2 separate regions of the Anser cygnoides genome follow, and region 2 is linked to region 1. The links are chromatin contacts, called in public Hi-C maps. All regions are on one chromosome and are shown on one strand. Each heading gives the region's core, a stretch centred on a gene start, on an enhancer-like site or on the middle of the called end of the contact. The rest is flanking DNA. Distances are from core to core; before and after follow the strand shown.

What was found. A called contact is a pair of places that touch in the nucleus more often than the background predicts.
Region 2: a contact with region 1 is called in a Hi-C map of liver, with 3 times the contacts expected there. The contact joins two enhancer-like sites. A contact is called at or near these places in 2 of 7 Hi-C or Micro-C datasets (granulosa cells and liver).

Annotation. Positions count from the first base shown.
Region 1 is chr5:29,082,160-29,086,082 of Taihu_goose_T2T_genome, reverse strand. All of the region lies in intron 8 of RAD51B (RAD51 paralog B), which reads right to left. It overlaps LOC136791005 (a long non-coding RNA gene), which reads left to right. Exons shown (of 3, transcript XR_010832058.1): 3 at 1-1,689. Among named protein-coding and RNA genes, the nearest start is that of ZFP36L1, 210 kb to the left of the region's middle. Within about 2 kb of position 1,467, at least 1 of the 3 cell types and tissues checked has open chromatin away from gene starts, as enhancers often do. A contact at or near this core is called in liver, where this site is marked.
Region 2 is chr5:29,147,683-29,151,330 of Taihu_goose_T2T_genome, reverse strand. All of the region lies in intron 10 of RAD51B (RAD51 paralog B), which reads right to left. Among named protein-coding and RNA genes, the nearest start is that of ZFP36L1, 150 kb to the left of the region's middle. Within about 2 kb of position 1,475, at least 1 of the 3 cell types and tissues checked has open chromatin away from gene starts, as enhancers often do. A contact at or near this core is called in liver, where this site is marked.

The DNA of each region.
Region 1 (3,923 bases), core at 218-2,717:
CTTGGATCATCAGCCAAAGTTGTCAAAAACGAAATTCCAGGATGAGACAATTCCCTTTCAGCCTGCAACATGGAAACAGAGGTCAGCCAAACATTCGGGGGCTAGAGATGATGGTTTGCAAATTACAGCTGTTCACATCTGGAGTTCAGATTTGGCCAAACTCCTAATATTATCCATCACAAAACCTAAACTGAAAGAATGTTTTGGTTGTATGATGAGGAACATAAAAGTTAGGAAACATTAAATGTAAAAAACGGTACGTGTGACTAACTCTGCCTAGCAAATGCAGAGTGAGGGACCCGGTTATTTCTCGCAACAAACAGCATCAGGGCTGACTGTGGTGTTTCTGTGAATAGGGAACCACGTTTCTGTATTTGCCAGTGTACCTCTCACCGGCTGCATCTGTTTCTTAGCGTAGAGGGATCCATGACGCGAGCTGAGGGCTGTGACAGTGGCCTGAAGAAGTGCTTTTGGGGCTGGCCTGGCAACCCTTCCACACCTAGCGGGCAGGGACAGCCGAGTGCTTGGAGTACCTTCACCACATAGGCCAACCGGGCACTTCTGTACTTCTTTATTACACAGCTGCTACACTCCCACAAAATGCCTTCCCTCCCATTATAAGATAACGACAAAAAATTTTAGTACCTGCACAGCCCACAGTGGCTCACTGTTCAGAACGGATTCATTTACAAAGCTGAAAAATCATGCGTGTGTGCATACTTATACACGGAGCGAGGCAGTAACATGGAGGATGTTAAAATGAACGAGGATTACAAGGGTCTGGCTTCCCTCCCTGATTGACCCGGACCTTCCAGGAGCCTCCCAGCCAGCCAGCCCCTTTCTTCACGTCGCAGGTCCCGTCCCGGCCCTGAGGAGGTATATTCTTTTTTCTTCATCTCATTCTCAATAAGCAATGACTCACTTTATCTCAAACTAACCAAATAAATTCAATTTTGGACAGCCACCAGGACTGGAAAATTTCATCCTGATAAGCTGTTCTGCCTGGACACAGAGGGGTAGAAGGGAAACAGTTATATGGCCTTAACTATAGGAGGTTCCTTCCGCTCCTGCTATAATGCAAACTATTTTGAGACTTGCCAAGTTTGTGCTGTAGGCTGCATCAGGCATCAACAGGACACCGAAGTGCTCTGTGGAGAATAACGCATAAATCCAAAATGATCTTTTGCTGCAGTGACTCTTCTCTCCTGAGATGTATTACATTTTTTAAAGTCAGTGAAAAAAAAAAAAAGCAAAATATCACTTTTAACGCTTGGACTACAAAATGGTTGAATCCTCCAGGGGCCAGGCAGGGCCAGAAACAACTTTTTTTTCCCCTTTTTCCCAGATTTGGGGGTGGGGGGGAGGGCAAGGGGAAAGGGAGAGAGCAAAGAGTGCTTGGTTTCAAATAGCAACATTGTCCAAAAGGGTGAAAGGGAACAGATGGCCGTGGAGAATGCAGCCTCAAAGCGCCAAAGAAAAGGGCTATTTTGACAGATCTTGCTGTTTCCTATTCAAGCATGAACACTCTGGCATGGAGAGTTAAGACGATACAAGGAACAACCTCTGTTCCCAGCAACTGACTATGGGCAACTGGCCTCTGAAGCTCTGAGAAAAACAACATGAGACAGACAGACAAACAGATATGGCAGCAAGCCCAGATCTCAGCCACCGGGGGGGGGGGGGGCGAGGGGCAAAAAAAAAAAAAAAAAAAAAAAAAAAAAAAAAAGCAGAAAGGCTAGAAACAGCTGCCTTTTCCTGGCTCCAGCGCAGAGCATTAGAAAGAGCCTGTCCAGCCTTTCTCATCTTCCTTTTCAGTGAAACTTCTTGGAGGGGTCACCCTCAAGCTGTTGGTCTTTGCCCTGAGGGGAGGTGAAAAAGAGGACAGATCACAACTCGTCTAGCTCAATGAAACCTGCTTCCTTTAATCACAAAGACCTCCCTCCAGCCAGCTAAGAGGAACTTTAAATGTAAAAAAGCATAATTAATTCTAGAGTTTTGCATGCAAAAAGGTTGAGAAATTTAAAGTTGTGGCTCCCACAGTACGCGTAATTTGTTTGCACAGTGTACAGCAGCGAGCCATTATATCCGAGGGCAGGGAGAATTGTACTCGCTGTGGGAAACACGGCTAATGTATGTCCTGACTTCTTCTATCCGTCCTAATCGGGAGAACGCACCCACAGCTGTTTCGTTCGCTGTTTCTGTGCATCTACCAGCAGCCGCAGGCTGCAGTTTTGAAGGTCTGCTTCCCATCCATCCCCAAAACGTGGAGTGAGATCAATCCACAAAGTGCAGCCAGGCTTCACTGTTTCCAAAGTCAGTCAAACGAGAGGAATGAAACCGGCTGCGTGAATTTCTTTCTGATTTATATATCATTTTCATTTTTTTTTTTAGAACAAAGCCTGCTAACACTGCTTTCCAGCCTATACCTGTCTGTGGGCAATGCCACCACACATCACCTTCCCCTCGTGCTGTGATGGGACCGCAGCAGTGGCAGCTTCGTGCAGCAGCTGGGGTGAGGAAGAGGGGGGTAAACATTAACCATCCTCACAGCTCTTCCCTGAGGCGGGGAAGTAGCTATCATCCCAATTTTACTGTCCCCCTTTTCAAAAATCATTGAAGGAAAAAGATAATAAAGAATCGTGGGTGTTCGCATGCCAGAACTGAGAATGGAGAAATGCAAATGCAACATACTGATCCTATCTGGGCCTTTGTTCCCTCATCTGTGAAACAGCATTTGTTAACTTTGGTCAATAAATAGTAAATGTGTACAAAAACAGACACCGGCTACAAATCACCTTGAAATCCTCAGGCTCTAAAGGAATCCATATTATTACCAAAACCTTGGCTTTCTACAACAGGTAAATAGTTTTTTGTTTGTTTGTTTGCTTTGTTTCCACAAAGGATAGTCAATAAACCCATTATTAGCTGTAATTGTTAATTTATAACTAAATAGATAGGATCTGACTATTAGAAGTAGTCAGACAATAAATAAAGTACCTTATTTAGGCTAAATCAGATAAAATCTCTCTTTTCTTATAATCATGAGCTTCCTGAGCAGAAAAACTGCTTCAGGCTATATTTACTAAGGGAATCTAAAACGTCGATTATTGACCAACTATTAATTAATATTGAACTTGTTAATTTGCCTTTCTTCCCTTAGTTCCTTGAATAAAGTCAACCCTGTACAATTACCCAGCAGTTTTCATCCTGCTTTACTTGTGTTGTATGTCTCCTCCTGTTCTCTGTCACTGCCATTGTAATGAACAGTGCTCACAAACTGATTCTGTCTTTCACATCGCAGGACAGGTGGTCCCACAGTATATTCCCACACATTCCAAATATTTTAAGTGTTCCACATCTGTTGTCCAAAGCATTTTTAGTTCCCTGCAAGAACAGTAGGAGAGGAAAACAAAAAGTTTATATATAACATAGTAATGGACCTTTTATGCCGCATGAGCTCTGTCACTTTGACAAGATGATAAATTTCAAAACAGGAGCTCGAACTTCACTTGTTATACTATAAAAAGTCTTGCAGAAAAGATAACTGGAGAATTAACTTATGACTGTTGTAATAGTCCAGATGATAAACTTGAGTGTGGGTGTGCTTTTTTTCTTTAAATACCGTGTCTGATGATCTAAATAAAAAAAAAATGAATTAAGGTGACTTATACATTTTATGATTATGCAAACTATTCTATCTGCTTAAAAAAAATACAAAACATCTCCAACACTCATTAACATACAATTTGGGCGGGATTTTTTTAAGAACTCAGTGTAGCCCTACAGCATCTAGGTAAACACTGAAAGCTTTTGATTTTTCTCCCTAGAGGAATGAACCTGATCAGACATACTTGAAAAACCCATGACTGCAAGTAATTCTTCTCACCGATGAAACAGGGCCAGTGGTCAAGAACTGAGACCAG
Region 2 (3,648 bases), core at 226-2,725, 65 kb before region 1:
AAAAATGCAGTATTTAGCTAACGAGAACCAGTGTACAAATACTGATTGAAATACAGTTATCTTTATACCAGTCTGTGAATACACTGGTGTCCAGACAAAGAAATTCCTTAAATATAACTACATTTAGTCTTTCACGGTTTTTAAGTTAGATTCATGCAAAAGTGAGCATACAGAAATTCCTAGCTGGTTCTGAGCCGACCTTCCAACACAAGAGTAAGGAGTGCCGTGCCATTGGAGGAATCATCTCCCAGAAGAGGTATAAAGTTGAGATCCAAATTCCTACACCTGGTTTAAGAAAAGAGCCCTTGGAAGTTCTGCAAAGACATTATTGTTAGTGCTCTGGACAAACGTAAATGCATTGTCATTTCTACCAGCTGGGCAGCTAGTTTCTATGGAAAAGGACTGCAAACAGTGTGCATTCAGTGCCTAGGTGCCTATGCAACAATGCAATTGTCATACAAGAATTACAATACAGCTATAAAATGTCAGTTAAGTCAGGCAATCCCAATAGCAAATTCAAGCTGGGCAGCCAAAGCACCACTTGACACAGTACTTTATTCTGCTTCAAAGCTCCATTCTTTTCAAATTCTTTCTAACATGTCTAATGAAACAGGCAGTCCAATGTGCTCAGAAGGTCATCGGTTTCTACCCGGAGCACCTCCAAAATTTAACAGGGCCTTGATTCCATTGCCAGTGTAATTTTGTTCTTTTTACTGGGTCTCGATCAAGTTGCATTCATGAGAACTGCAGGCTAGGTCAACATGTACCTCGAGGCTGTCTGGATTCTGTTAAGCCAGGCTTTTTGACCAGATCCTCTTCTCCCTCTCTTACAAAACACTCAGCAGAAAAATAAAATAAAATCTCTCTCTTCTACAAAATTAAAATAATTAAAATAAATTCCTTTTATCTCTCTAATTAAGTACCATCCTGTATTTAGTCAGTTGACAGCACCAAAGAATGATTTTTCTGTATTCCACAATATCATCCTCCCTCCCTGGATCTATTCAAAGCCTCTTGTACATATTTAATCACTCCTAGCCAGGCCTGGCTAATGAAATGCAGGGCCTTGCCCTGACCTGACCTTGCTATTTCTATTTTGGCTCAGCACATCCTCTGCTAGTTGGTTAAAAAAAAAAAAGTTGTTTCTCTCCTCTCTTGGACTTAAAGGTCCTGTTACTGGCAGGGGGTATGGTCAAGGACACTGCTGAATACAGAATGAATGACTGAATGATTGTGAACACTGATTTGCAAAACTCCTGCAAGCCCGGAAAGGACCACAACAACTTAAGCACAAAGGTTTTTTTCCCCCTTTTTCTCTTTGGCTGGCAAGGACTGGTGGTCACTGTTCAACTACAGTGAATGGCTTATGGCTAGAAAATTCTGTAAGAAAAATGGACTGCTCAAATTGTTTGCAGCACTCTTTCATAAAGCACTGGTATTCATTCTATGGTTTTGGGCACTTATTGTAACTAGAGATGTTCTTGGTTTTCCCCTTCTGCCCTTTCTATTTGCCAATACTGCAATTTAAAATCTATTTTCCCTTTCTGAGAGCTCATAAAGAAGTGTGATCCCATTTATGACCACTTAGGAAACACTGGATATTGGGTTAGCCCTTTTGTCACATGATGTCGGTTGTAGGAATTCATCAACATGCCAATCAGAAGTCAGGAGTGTTTCCAGTGTACAACTGAACAACATTTACACGGTGATTCATGTGGTCTCTTTAAGCTGAGTTTGTTTTCAAATGGTTTATGATTTTGTTGGCCATGAGTTTTGGTGTTGTTTGACATACTGAGTTGCTGGACGAACCATAAACCACATGTGAAGTCAGAAAGGGCATGGGACATCTTTTTATTCTTTGCGTGTAAGCAGCGCCTTACATTGTGGGGCTCTGGATACTGAACAGGGGTCCCAGATGTTATTACCAAACAACCAACAACAGCACAAAGTTCTGTAGGTAGTCTGTCTGTCAGAAAAATCAGGCTCAGTATCTCAATTCTTCGTTGTTCCTCCAATTATATATCAATGGAGTCAAGCCAGAGAAAACAGTGGTAAATAAGACGAAGATGCCTTTAGCTAGCTATCCAAAAATAATGCCCTATGTCCCGTGGGGCACTGTCAGCTAAGGACCAGGGACATATATCACATTTCTAATGGCCAGAATCAGTTTAACAGGTCCTTATGAGCTCTTCTGCATGCACTGGAACTGAGATAAAGAGAGTTAGATCTCCATTTATAAGTCCAGTCTTTTGTCAGCTCAACTAAAACAAACAGGTTCAAGTTGTGACATCCTGTTGAATAGAAGCAAGTAGGACTTTAAGGCACTGCTTGAAAGAAGAAATGCTAAAATCATGTTTGCAGTCAGCAGAGTCAAATAATACAGCTGTGTCGCCTTCCCCCTAATGCTGTTTATCATGTTCTTTTGTAGTCTGGTTTTCTACACAGACAACACTTTTGCAATCACATTCTGTATCCCAGTCTATATAACCTTTTCAGCCATTGATTGCTTTCAGCCAAGTCTGAAAAAGGTAGGGGTCCTCAAACATCTGTGAGGTCACAGAAAATGAGTGAAAATAGATGACTGAGTAGAGAAGAGAGTTCCTGTAGATGTTATTAGACTGCCTGAAATCCAGAGAGAGGACTTCTCAGCATGCCAAGTGCAGCAGAATTTGTAGATGTAGTCAACCAACCACAAAGTACAGGTCTGTACAGACTTCTGACTTCCTTTAGTCGATGCCCTGTGGGGTTAGATGAGCACCAGAACTAATGCAGAAGTTGGCCTTCAGTTGGCCATCTGCTGGTGACCATAAGTTGTGAGATCAGCAGTAGTGAAACCTGACTATGGCCTTACGAGGCCCCAGTCAAACGTCTGCACTTGCTAGGCCTCACCCAGCAGGAGAGCTCCTTGGTGGCATGCACCAGGCAACAAACACTACTTAGGCCAACTCTAAGCAAGTACCAAACTGTCATTAAACCAAAGGCAAAGGCAACATTCAGCCACTTTTTTCCCCTCTGCCACCTTTCCAAGCAGATTTTTGACCTACCCTAGGACCCAGCCCCACTGCAGTTGTACAAAATGGAGTGAAACACACAACACATTGTAGAACAAGTACTCTCAGATTAACTGTGTCTTTTTTTTTTTTTTTCCTTTTTTGGTGTGTGTGTGTATTACACAGCCTGCTGTGGGCATTTTTGTAATGATTTTACGCTACAGACATCGAGATTTTTAAGAGCTGAATCTCTCTTTGTAGGCTGTTCCTGAAGTTTGGCACAGTTGGAGAATGCTACCTTGGGGTGCTCCTTCCCTGTGAGCTCTGACGGGATGTTGCAGTTAAGCCGCATCCACAGAGCTAAAACCACAGAATTTAAAAACAGCTGTGAAATCCAACTGTGTCTGATCTGCCTTGGTGTTTGGCCTGTCTCTGTGGGGCCAAATTTGTTTAACTCAAAGTAAAAATATGAGTTAGCACAATTCACTAGACGAGGCAAAAGCATTTTTGGAAGATTTTTTTCAACCCACTTGTAACAAACAAATTTGGGCCACTACCTACACATGCCAGAAAAAATGTTTATCTTGCTTAGCCAAAATTGAGCAAAATAGATTTTTTTGGCAGCATGGACAAAGCTTTAGGCCTGACTTTTTCAGGT